Linked DNA regions of Sus scrofa: region 2 is linked to region 1. A link is a contact called in public Hi-C data. All regions are on one chromosome and are shown on one strand. Each heading gives the region's core, a stretch centred on a gene start, on an enhancer-like site or on the middle of the called end of the contact. The rest is flanking DNA. Distances are from core to core; before and after follow the strand shown. Region 1 overlaps ITSN1 (intersectin-1). Region 2 overlaps ITSN1 (intersectin-1).

Region 1 (4,758 bases), core at 764-3,263:
TCTCATCCCTAAGTCAGCTCCTCAGAGAATTCTCCCTAACTACCCTGTCCTACCAGTCTGGAACATATTACCCTGTTTCATAGAATTGTCTGTCCCTTTGCTTCCTCCAACTTGCCAACCAGCTCCAGAGCAGCAGGAGCCATGATGGCCTGCTCATCACCATTTTCCCAGCAACTAGGACACACTGTCAGGGCTTTAAAATATTAGTTGGATCCAGTAAAACCATGGACTCTGGCAAAAGAACTGAAAACAAAAAACAAAACAAAACAAAACAAAAAAAACCAACCTCCCCTTGAAACATTTGAGTCCAGACTAAAAGAAGCAGCATGCTGTGTACAAATGCACTGAGGGAAGAAGGTACCAGGCATACTCACAGAATGTCCTGGAATACAGCCGGGTTCCCTCAGGCAGATCATGACATCACTGCACCCCATTTTCCTCTTCTTACCCAAATGACTGCTGGACCCCTAGCCAGCCTTCACTCCACAGGGCGCTAACACCTGCCTTAACCTTGGGAGGGTGCCAAGGCTCCATGTCACGCAGGTGACTTGGTGATAATGAGAGAGCGAGGGTAACAAGGAAGCCAAGAGCCCCGAGGAAAACTGGGAGTTTGGATGGGCTCTAACCTCCCTTTCAGAGACATGGTCTCAAGCAAACTGTTCAAACTTCTTGGAATCTCAGTTCTCCCATTTATATAACAGGGCCAATAATTTCCCCTCACTTCTAGGGTTACTGCTGTGACCAAATAAAAGACTGTATGAGAAGGCGCAGGGCTAGGAAATCCATGGTCAGATGACGTCTGATATTAATTAGGAGTTCCCACTGTGACAACAGGATTGGCGGCGACTTGGGAGTGCCGGGACGCAGGTTCGATCCCTGGCCCAGCACAGTGGGTTAATGATCCAGTGTTGCCACAGCTGCAGCTTAGTTCACAACTACAGCTCGGGTCTGATCTCTGGCCCGGGAACTCCACATGCTGCAGGGCAGCCAAAAAAAGGGGGAAGAAATGTCTAATGTTAATTAGAAAATAATGATAACGGTAATAAATTCTATTTTTAAGTGGCCAGAAGGATAAAGAAAAAAGTTACCTTGGGCTGAGCTGAGAGGTAGAACTAGATTTAGTGGCAAAGGCTAAATCTGTGAGTCAACTTGGGCAAAGAGGATTAGGACCACATACTTTGTTTTTATTTTTATTTTTTTTAAGTATCCATATTTTATTTATTTTATTTTATATTTTTGGCCATGCCGACAGCATGTGAAAGTTCCCAGGCCAGGGATCGAACCCGAGCCATAGTGGTGATAACATGGCATCCTTAACCTGCTGAGCCACCAGGGAAGTCCAGGACCATGTACTTTTAACCTCTTATTTTCTGTTATTCCCTTCTAATAAACAGTATACTGAGAAGGCTGATGGGATGAGAATGATGGGAGGAAAGGCAGTGGAAAAGCCAAGACCAAGAGTTCCTGCTGTGGCTCAGCGATTAAGGAACCCAACTAGTATCCATGAGGACACAGGTTCCATCCCTGGCCTCGATCAGTGGGCTAAGGATCCAGTGTTGCTGTGAGCTATGGTGTAGGTCGCAGACATGGTTCAGATCCTGAGTTGCTGTGGCTGTGGTGTAGGCCGGCCGCTGCAGCTCCAATTCGACCCATAGCCTGGGAACCTCCATATGCTGCAGGCGTGGCCCTAAAAAGACAAAAAATACAAAAGAAAAAAAGAAAAAAAAAGAAAAGCCAAGACCAAGAGTTGAGTTCTGATGGGCAGGGCAGTTTAGAAGTCCTGGCTTCCCTTAGAAGCTGGGGCGGGTGACTCAAGTGCCGGTAAAACCCTCTGGGCAGCGAGGCCACACCTCCTGAAAATATATCAGCAGTATCCCTAGAGGTGAAATTCCTACAGCAGAATGGAATAAGAGAAGACATATTAAATGTCAGAGCAAGAATTACTGACCCCTGGGTTTGAGAGAAAAAGAGGAAATGGGATGCCTGTGGTTACCTGACCCTTTCTCCAGGGTCAAGGTTTCTTCTTGCAGCCTCGGAAGAGAGGCCAAAAGCAAACCAAACACCCTCTAGCTGCTTTGGGTCCTGACCAAATGTTGGCTACGAGCCCCTTCGGGCTTGTAGATTCAGAGCAACTTCCACTTTTAAATAAGCTCCTTCATGGAGGGCTAGGTGCTGTGAACACACCATGGGCGGGGTGGGTCCCGTGGAGACTCCAGCACTGCCCACTTCCACTCTTCCTAGCCCTGCAATCACATGACTTTTTGAGTTTTTCCTTCTTCTCCTGGATCACTATCCTACCTGCCTAACCCCCAACCTGTTAATCTCTCCCTTGAAAAGATCCAGACTTGGAGTTCCCGTTGTGGCTCAGCAGAGTAAGAACCCGATGAGTATCCATGAGGATGCAGGTTCGATCCTTGGCACTGGTCAATGGGTTAAGGATCCAGCATTGCTGCAAGCTGCAGTGTAGGCTGCACATGCAGTTTGGAGCTGGCACTGCTGTGGCTGCGGTGTAGGCTGGCAGCCGCAGTTCCGATTCAGCCCCTAGTCTGGGAACTTCCATATGCCACGGGTGCGGCCATAAAAGACAAAAAGAAAAAAAAAATCCAGATGGGTGGCTCAACGTCATCCAGAGAAGGGCAATGCAGAGTTTGTTTTTAATAGTGAATCTATTATGTAAAAGCACAGCATTTATGTACCTCGGTTTATCATCAATGGTATCAGTGCCAACCTGAATGACTGACTGGCTCCTCCCAAAATGTCCAGTTTCTCACGAGTCATCAGATAGAACAGGATGGAGAGAGGGAAAGAAACTCTTCTCTGCAACTTTCGTAGTTTGTTTAAACTATCTAAGGACTTTCCCATGAATGAGATGTTAGCTCGGATTACTGCAATCTTTCAACCAACCTAAATAATTAAAGTCTAGGGTGAGAACAGAGAAGAAATCAAAACTGTTGGGAATCGTGGTCAACTCATGACCCTTTAATTTGTAGGAAAAACGTCTGCTGAAAAGACATTTATGGGATGATAGTTTAGATCCAGATAATAGGCCTTTTTTCCCTTGGTGGCATTTTGTTCAAAGAAAGAACGCAACGTGGCCAAGTTGCCTCACTACTGCAAAGAAAATATATATTTCTAGATACCATAAATGAAAGGAAACACACGAGGAAACATAAAGACAGTCTGAAAACAGAAAGCGAAAAGGAAGCATGTAACAACGTGAGGGCCGAGAATCCAGTAAGAGAAAGACAGATGTAGGTGCCAGCCGCACGCTGCAAGCTCGCTCCTTTTCCCCCAGCCATTTGCACCTTGCTTTTCATTTTAATGACTCTCCCCCCAGGGGTAGAAGGTGAACCTTCTTCCCTTCCATCGGTGACTTTCTGTGCAGGGCTGTCATTTTTCAGACAGTATACCTCCTAGAATTTCACAACGCTACAAACTGCAAGGGAGGGATAAAAGGGGAAATGCTTATTTTAAAAACATACAATGAAACATAGGACCTGATGTCTTGTCAGACTCACCGAACGCTGGTGCACTAGAAATAGCAACTGGTTGCTGCTTCATGACAGGGGGAAGTGCGGAGGGGAGCTGATAGCCTTGGAGCTTCAGCTTGATGAGTTTCATGGCTATGGAAAACTCCACTTGATCCATCCTTCCGTCATTATTCATGTCAGCCAGCGCCCTGCGAACCGGCAGCAAAGGCTCAGAATGACTGTGACCTTAAAGGAATCTCTCCCCAACCATTCGCACCCACACAAAAGCTAAAGAATCAGCTCCTGGGAGCCTGGGGAGAACAAAACACACACAGGCGTTCCCATCATGGCTCAGCAGGTAGTGAACCCAACCAGGATCCAAGAGGACATGGGTTCGATCCCTGGCCTCACTCAGTGGTTAAGGATCCCGAAGTGGTGTGAGCTGTGGTGTAGGTCGCAGACTGGCTTGGATCCCGAGTTGCTGTGGCGGTGGTGTAGGCCGGTGGCTACAGTTCCAATTCGACCCCAGCCTGGGAACCTCCACATGCAGTGAGTGTGGCCCTAGAAAGACAAAAACAAAAACCCACGAAACTAGTTTACCAAGCTGTCGGGGAAAACTAACAAGATTTTACATAAATATGCAATAGTTGTTACTGTGATACCCTTATGGGATACAAAGGCTAATTTTCACTCTGAATGTCAGGGTATGTACTATGGACATCAAATACAGTTCCTTCTTGGAATGATGAAAATGGTTTACTAGGACTTCCCTCTGTGGCACATCAGAATTGGCCATGTCTTGGGAGCACAGGGACACAGGTTCAATCCCCAGCCCTGTACAGTGGGTTAAGAATCCGGCTTTGCTGCAGCTGTGGCTTAGGTTGCAAGTACAGCTTGGATTGGATTCTTGGCCCAGAAACTCCATATGCCATGGGGCAGCCAAAAAAAAAAAAAAAAAAAAAAAAAAAAAGAAAACGATCTAAAAAGCAATCAAGTGATTTCAAAGGCAATCTTATGGTTACCATAGGGGCATGGGGAGAACTGGGAGAATGGGAATAGCACATACATATTACTGTATAAAATAGATGATTAGCAAGAACCCACTATATAGCTCAGGGAAATCCACTCAATTGTTTATAATATCTATGTGGGAGTTGGAAAATAATCTATTTTATGTAGGGACGCATAGCCAAATGGCATGTATAACCAATTCACTTTGCTGAATACCTGAAACGAATGCATTATAAGTCAACTATATTCCAATAAAATAAAAAAAAAACCCATAGGA
Region 2 (4,422 bases), core at 1,351-3,850, 150 kb before region 1:
TTTTCTTTTTCATATAAGAAATTTAGTTGGGTCAAACCCAAGTAATCTGATTAAGTATTTTCCTACTCCTGGCATAGGTTTTTAAATTTTCTTTTCTATAGTTTTATGCACTTAAATTAGATTCCTAAAATACTCTCATATACATACAGAAAAATAATCTCTCAATGACGTCACAGTTTACAATAACAAGTTAAATATTTATAACTACAGAATCTGTTAGTTTATGCAACATTTAACATCATAACCTCTTACACACCATATGTACATTGAGTCATGGACATTCCCATAAACATACAGCAGGGATTTCTGGACAAACCATCTACAGAGCATAACTTTTTCACTTTATGTAGTGGAATTCTGCACTATTCTTAGCTGGAAACTGTAGAAAATGCAGAAAACCAGAAGCTGAGAACTGATTATCATACATAGGATGTTTTCGCCGCAGATTCTCATCTGTATACATGTATTTACACATTATGTTGACCGCCTACTTCTGTGAGGATAAGAAAGCTGATTTAGCTAAGGCAATAGGACATGAATGATGTGGCCGCCAACTTCTCCATCCAGGTAGGCTCTGAAGAAGGGGAGCAGAAGGGTACAGACCTTGCTGGGCTTCAGCAGACAAGATTTGAGGTTGGTTTTATGGTTCAAAGACACTTGGGCTCTTGGCAATGTATGTCCTAAATGCATGTGTTAAAATAAGTACTATTACCAAAGATCTTGCTAGAATATCTACTTTCCATATTGTGACTCCTTAGCAGATGATATCTGAAGGGCGTTGATTTGTAAAACGTAAGTCAAAAGATTCATTCAGGAAAACAAACACTGACACAATATTAATTCAACGCCTCTAGAAAATGCTTTCTGAAAGTTCAGTAGTTTGCGTGATTGCCTTACCCGTAGAAACAAGGCTAGGGTTTGCCATCTCAGTCAAAGTGACACTGTCAAATCCACAGGAGATGAATTTGACATTTCTGTTCCACTGCCTGAATGTTTTTACCTCGTAAACTTTATAATCCCAGACTGAATCTAGAAACATAGATGGGATTATTGCTCTGTGTGCATAGACGTGAAATTGACTAGCAAAGACCGAGCAGAATTGCAAAGGTTTGGGAGGGTCCAGCCAAGGTCTAGGAAATGCTACCGAAAGAAAGCAACTGCAAGTGCACGGCAGGAGGGGCAACTCCAAGGTCAGCTGCCCCACCCCACCCCACCCCCGCCACGCCCCACGGCCCGTGGTAGTGGGATCTTTCCTCTCTCCTCACATCCCCCTGCTCCAAAGCCACGGATATCCTACGGGGAGAACCCAGCTGGGAAGCCTCTGCCTCCCAGAAGCAGGAGCCCTCCTGCCACCTGGGCGCCAAGGCAGCGGCAGGGAGGCAGCCGGCGGTCCCCTTTCGAGGGATCGGAGATGGAGAAACGGCGTCCAACCCGGCTCCCGGGGAAGGAGCACTGAGCACCGCTCCACCCGCGCTCCATTACCTAGTAAATTACGGGGAAAAGCCTCCCTGTCCTAGCAGCTCAGAGAAGAAAAGCCCCCAGTGGATGACTAATGACCAAAAGGAAGGGTTTGATTTCAAGTCATTGGGTGAAACGGTCAAGGCCCGCGGGCCCCTCTGCAGCACGCCCTGGCCACGCATCTGTCAACGAGGGGTTTGGGCCCCCTACCCTCTGACGGGTCCAGACCGTTGGCGCTTTAACAAGCACACATTTTGAAAAATTCATCGGCCCACCTCTCTGCACCCTGCCAGGGAGACTTTACAAAGGAAGAAGCAAAAGATGAAGCCCCATCTGCCTAGAACACCAACTAAAAACACAATGTGACCAAGGCGGGGTTCACGGGCATCTGACCTGCGCAGTCACACGCGGGACCCAGTGCTTACGAGGGCCGGTTCCTGGTCTAATCCTCTGCCGTCATCACCTCGAAAGTCTTCATAATTTTGAACACGGGACTCACATTTTCACTTTGCACTCAGCCCGCAAATTATGTAGCGTGTCATGAGTGTGAACTCCGGGAGGGTCAGATCTATCTGCTTTCATGGTCAATCCAAATATCCACTCACGGCCACCACCCCCCCACCCCCGCCCACACACACACCCCATGCAATGATCTGCATCCCCCGAACAGTTCCTTTACATCTGAAATTCCACAGGTGACAGTCTCCAGGTAGACTCTCTTATCCAAACCAAGCAGAGGGGACCTGACTTCTAGAACCCTTGTTGGGGAGGGGGCGCCTCCTCCAGTGAACTCACCCTGGGTGGGCCCAGCAGTAGCAGGACACCTCCACCTCACGGCGGAGGCCCCCAAATCTCTGGGGCCTTCACCAAAGCAGATGCAGAAAAGACAGGAAGGCTAAGGACCACTGGGGGCTCCAAGCTCAGCAGCAGAGAAAGGCAAAGTGTCACCATGTATCCCAGGAGAGGTGTGTTCGAGTTCCGCGTCCATCGCTAACTTTCTTTCCCCTCCTGCCTTCTTTCTCAGATTCCCCAAGTCCTTGATTTACACAAGAGCAATGCCCCAGAGCTGCAGTAGGTGGAGCCAGCGCCCTGGGATCGGCCCTTGGAACCGGCAAGTTTCCAGCAGGGACATCGCCCCCTAGCGGTGAGCGTGGGTAGAACGGCAGCTCCCCGCTCTTAACCAGGCACTGCAAAGCCGCCACCCCCTTTCTCTGATTCCTGCATCACCCTCTTGGCCCCAGGCCCCCATTCTGTTTAGAGAAGCAGGAGGAAATAAGGGGTTTGAGTAGGAGAGGAAAAATGCAAAGGAAGAAAGTTTTAGAAACACAACCTCACAGGCATGTTATTCTTTTAAATGAAAAAAAGTACAAACCAGAGTTTCTGGAAGAAAAATATGCATTCTTTCCACTGCATAAAAAGAAACCCTGGTTACTGGGTAATTCTCAGCAGATATCTGAGAAACACTCATTTATTTTTCTCAAGGCTGACCACATAAGCCCACTTCTGAGCAGGTTTATTTGGTGGGCTTTGAATCCTAAAATATTCACCCTCCTCAGATGATTTTAACAAGATAGGCTGGTATAGAAAGTAGAACAAAATCCTATTAAAAACAACTCACAAAACACCCTGACATCCAGGAGGGGCAGCTTTACCCTGAAATATGACAACCACACATAGTGTTGAAAAAAAAAATGTACTATGTGGGTGTTATCTGGTTCCCAAAGTTCAGATGAAAGAAGGTTCCTTTTAGTGGACGAAGTGATTGAATCTGCATGTCACTGAAATAATTATTTGGAAGTGGAGATGAATTTTTACAAGCATTGGGTGCTGTTCAAATGCCTTAAAGTTAGATCTACAATTAGGCTGTGAAAGCCACAAAGGCAGGCCCCCTCCTTACCACGTGGGAGGGTGGTCTGGCCCAGGATAGGGACTCCCTGAATGAACTTGACTGAGAGCTCACAACCCAGAGATAAGACTTTGCAACTGTTGGCCTCTGGGTTTTAATGCTCCCCAGGTAAAGAGCTGTTAGAGGTTTTCTCGCCTTCATCTGGAATGCGTTTTCCATGTTTCTCAGGAATAGATTTTGGCTGCGAAAGAGAGCAGGTTACATAGCTTAGCTGAGCCTGATGACCTACAAACATATCCTGCATCTAACAATAAGCAGGGTGAGGAGACAGGAGATCTAGAATGTTCCTTTCCTCTAGCTCAAATAAACGGCTGCTTTCCAAGTGCGGTAAATATCCACACTGTACTGACACCATACAAAGTGGCCCCTATAAAACATGGCTCGGGGCACTGCAGGGTGAGTCTTGGCAGCTGACCTGTGCCATTCCCGGCATCCTGGAGAAGCCCCGGAGGGCACTGCCGCACCCCTCGGTACAGAGAGAAGGGAGTATTTGTTTACCAAATACCTCTTAGGGGAATTCCTGTTGTGGCTCATCAGGTTAGGAATCCAGCTAGTATCCATGAGGATGTGGGTTTGATCCCTGGCCTCGCTCAATGGGTTAAGGATCCAGCATTACGGTGAGCTATGGTGCAGGTCGTAGATGTGGCTCGGATCCTGTGTTGCTGTGGCTGTGACGGCTACAGCTCCCGTTTGACCCCTAGCCAGGGAACTTCCATATGCTGCAGGTGCAGCACACACACACCCCCAAAAAAAGGGAGGGGCAAAGAAAAAAAAAAAAAAAACCTCTTAAGATAGCTCAGACCACAGCATCTGAGGGCTTCAGCACATCACCAGTTTCTGCTACCAGTTCTGCTTCTGCCTGAATTAAAGTCCTAATGCTAAAAGCCAAGGAAGGAGAGCCAGCCTTGTCTGTTTTCATCGCCTCACTTTCCAGCCTAGAAGGTTCTAAATTTATAAGGCAAGTGCATCTGGAGTAGGCAGACCCAACGTTAACCTCACATGACCCTCGAGTCTGAAATGCCACCGTCAAGCAGGCACGTGTCCCTGTCACAGTGCCC

The links. A called contact is a pair of places that touch in the nucleus more often than the background predicts.
Region 2: a Hi-C map of embryonic fibroblasts shows a contact between it and region 1, with 2.1 times the contacts expected there. The contact joins two enhancer-like sites. A contact is called at or near these places in 1 of 47 Hi-C or Micro-C datasets (embryonic fibroblasts) and 1 of 2 datasets of contacts at active chromatin or transcription factors (skeletal muscle).

What each region holds. Positions count from the first base shown.
Region 1 is chr13:197,337,071-197,341,828 of Sscrofa11.1, reverse strand. ITSN1 (intersectin-1) reads right to left here. Exons shown (of 42, transcript XM_021070946.1): 5 at 3,519-3,679. Among named protein-coding and RNA genes, the nearest start is that of ITSN1, 38 kb to the right of the region's middle. Within about 2 kb of position 2,013, at least 6 of the 83 cell types and tissues checked have an H3K27ac peak or open chromatin away from gene starts, as enhancers often do. A contact at or near this core is called in embryonic fibroblasts, where this site is marked.
Region 2 is chr13:197,492,264-197,496,685 of Sscrofa11.1, reverse strand. ITSN1 (intersectin-1) reads right to left here. Exons shown (of 42, transcript XM_021070946.1): 42 at 4,149-4,422. Among named protein-coding and RNA genes, the nearest start is that of ATP5O, 25 kb to the left of the region's middle. Within about 2 kb of position 2,600, at least 5 of the 83 cell types and tissues checked have an H3K27ac peak or open chromatin away from gene starts, as enhancers often do. A contact at or near this core is called in embryonic fibroblasts, where this site is marked.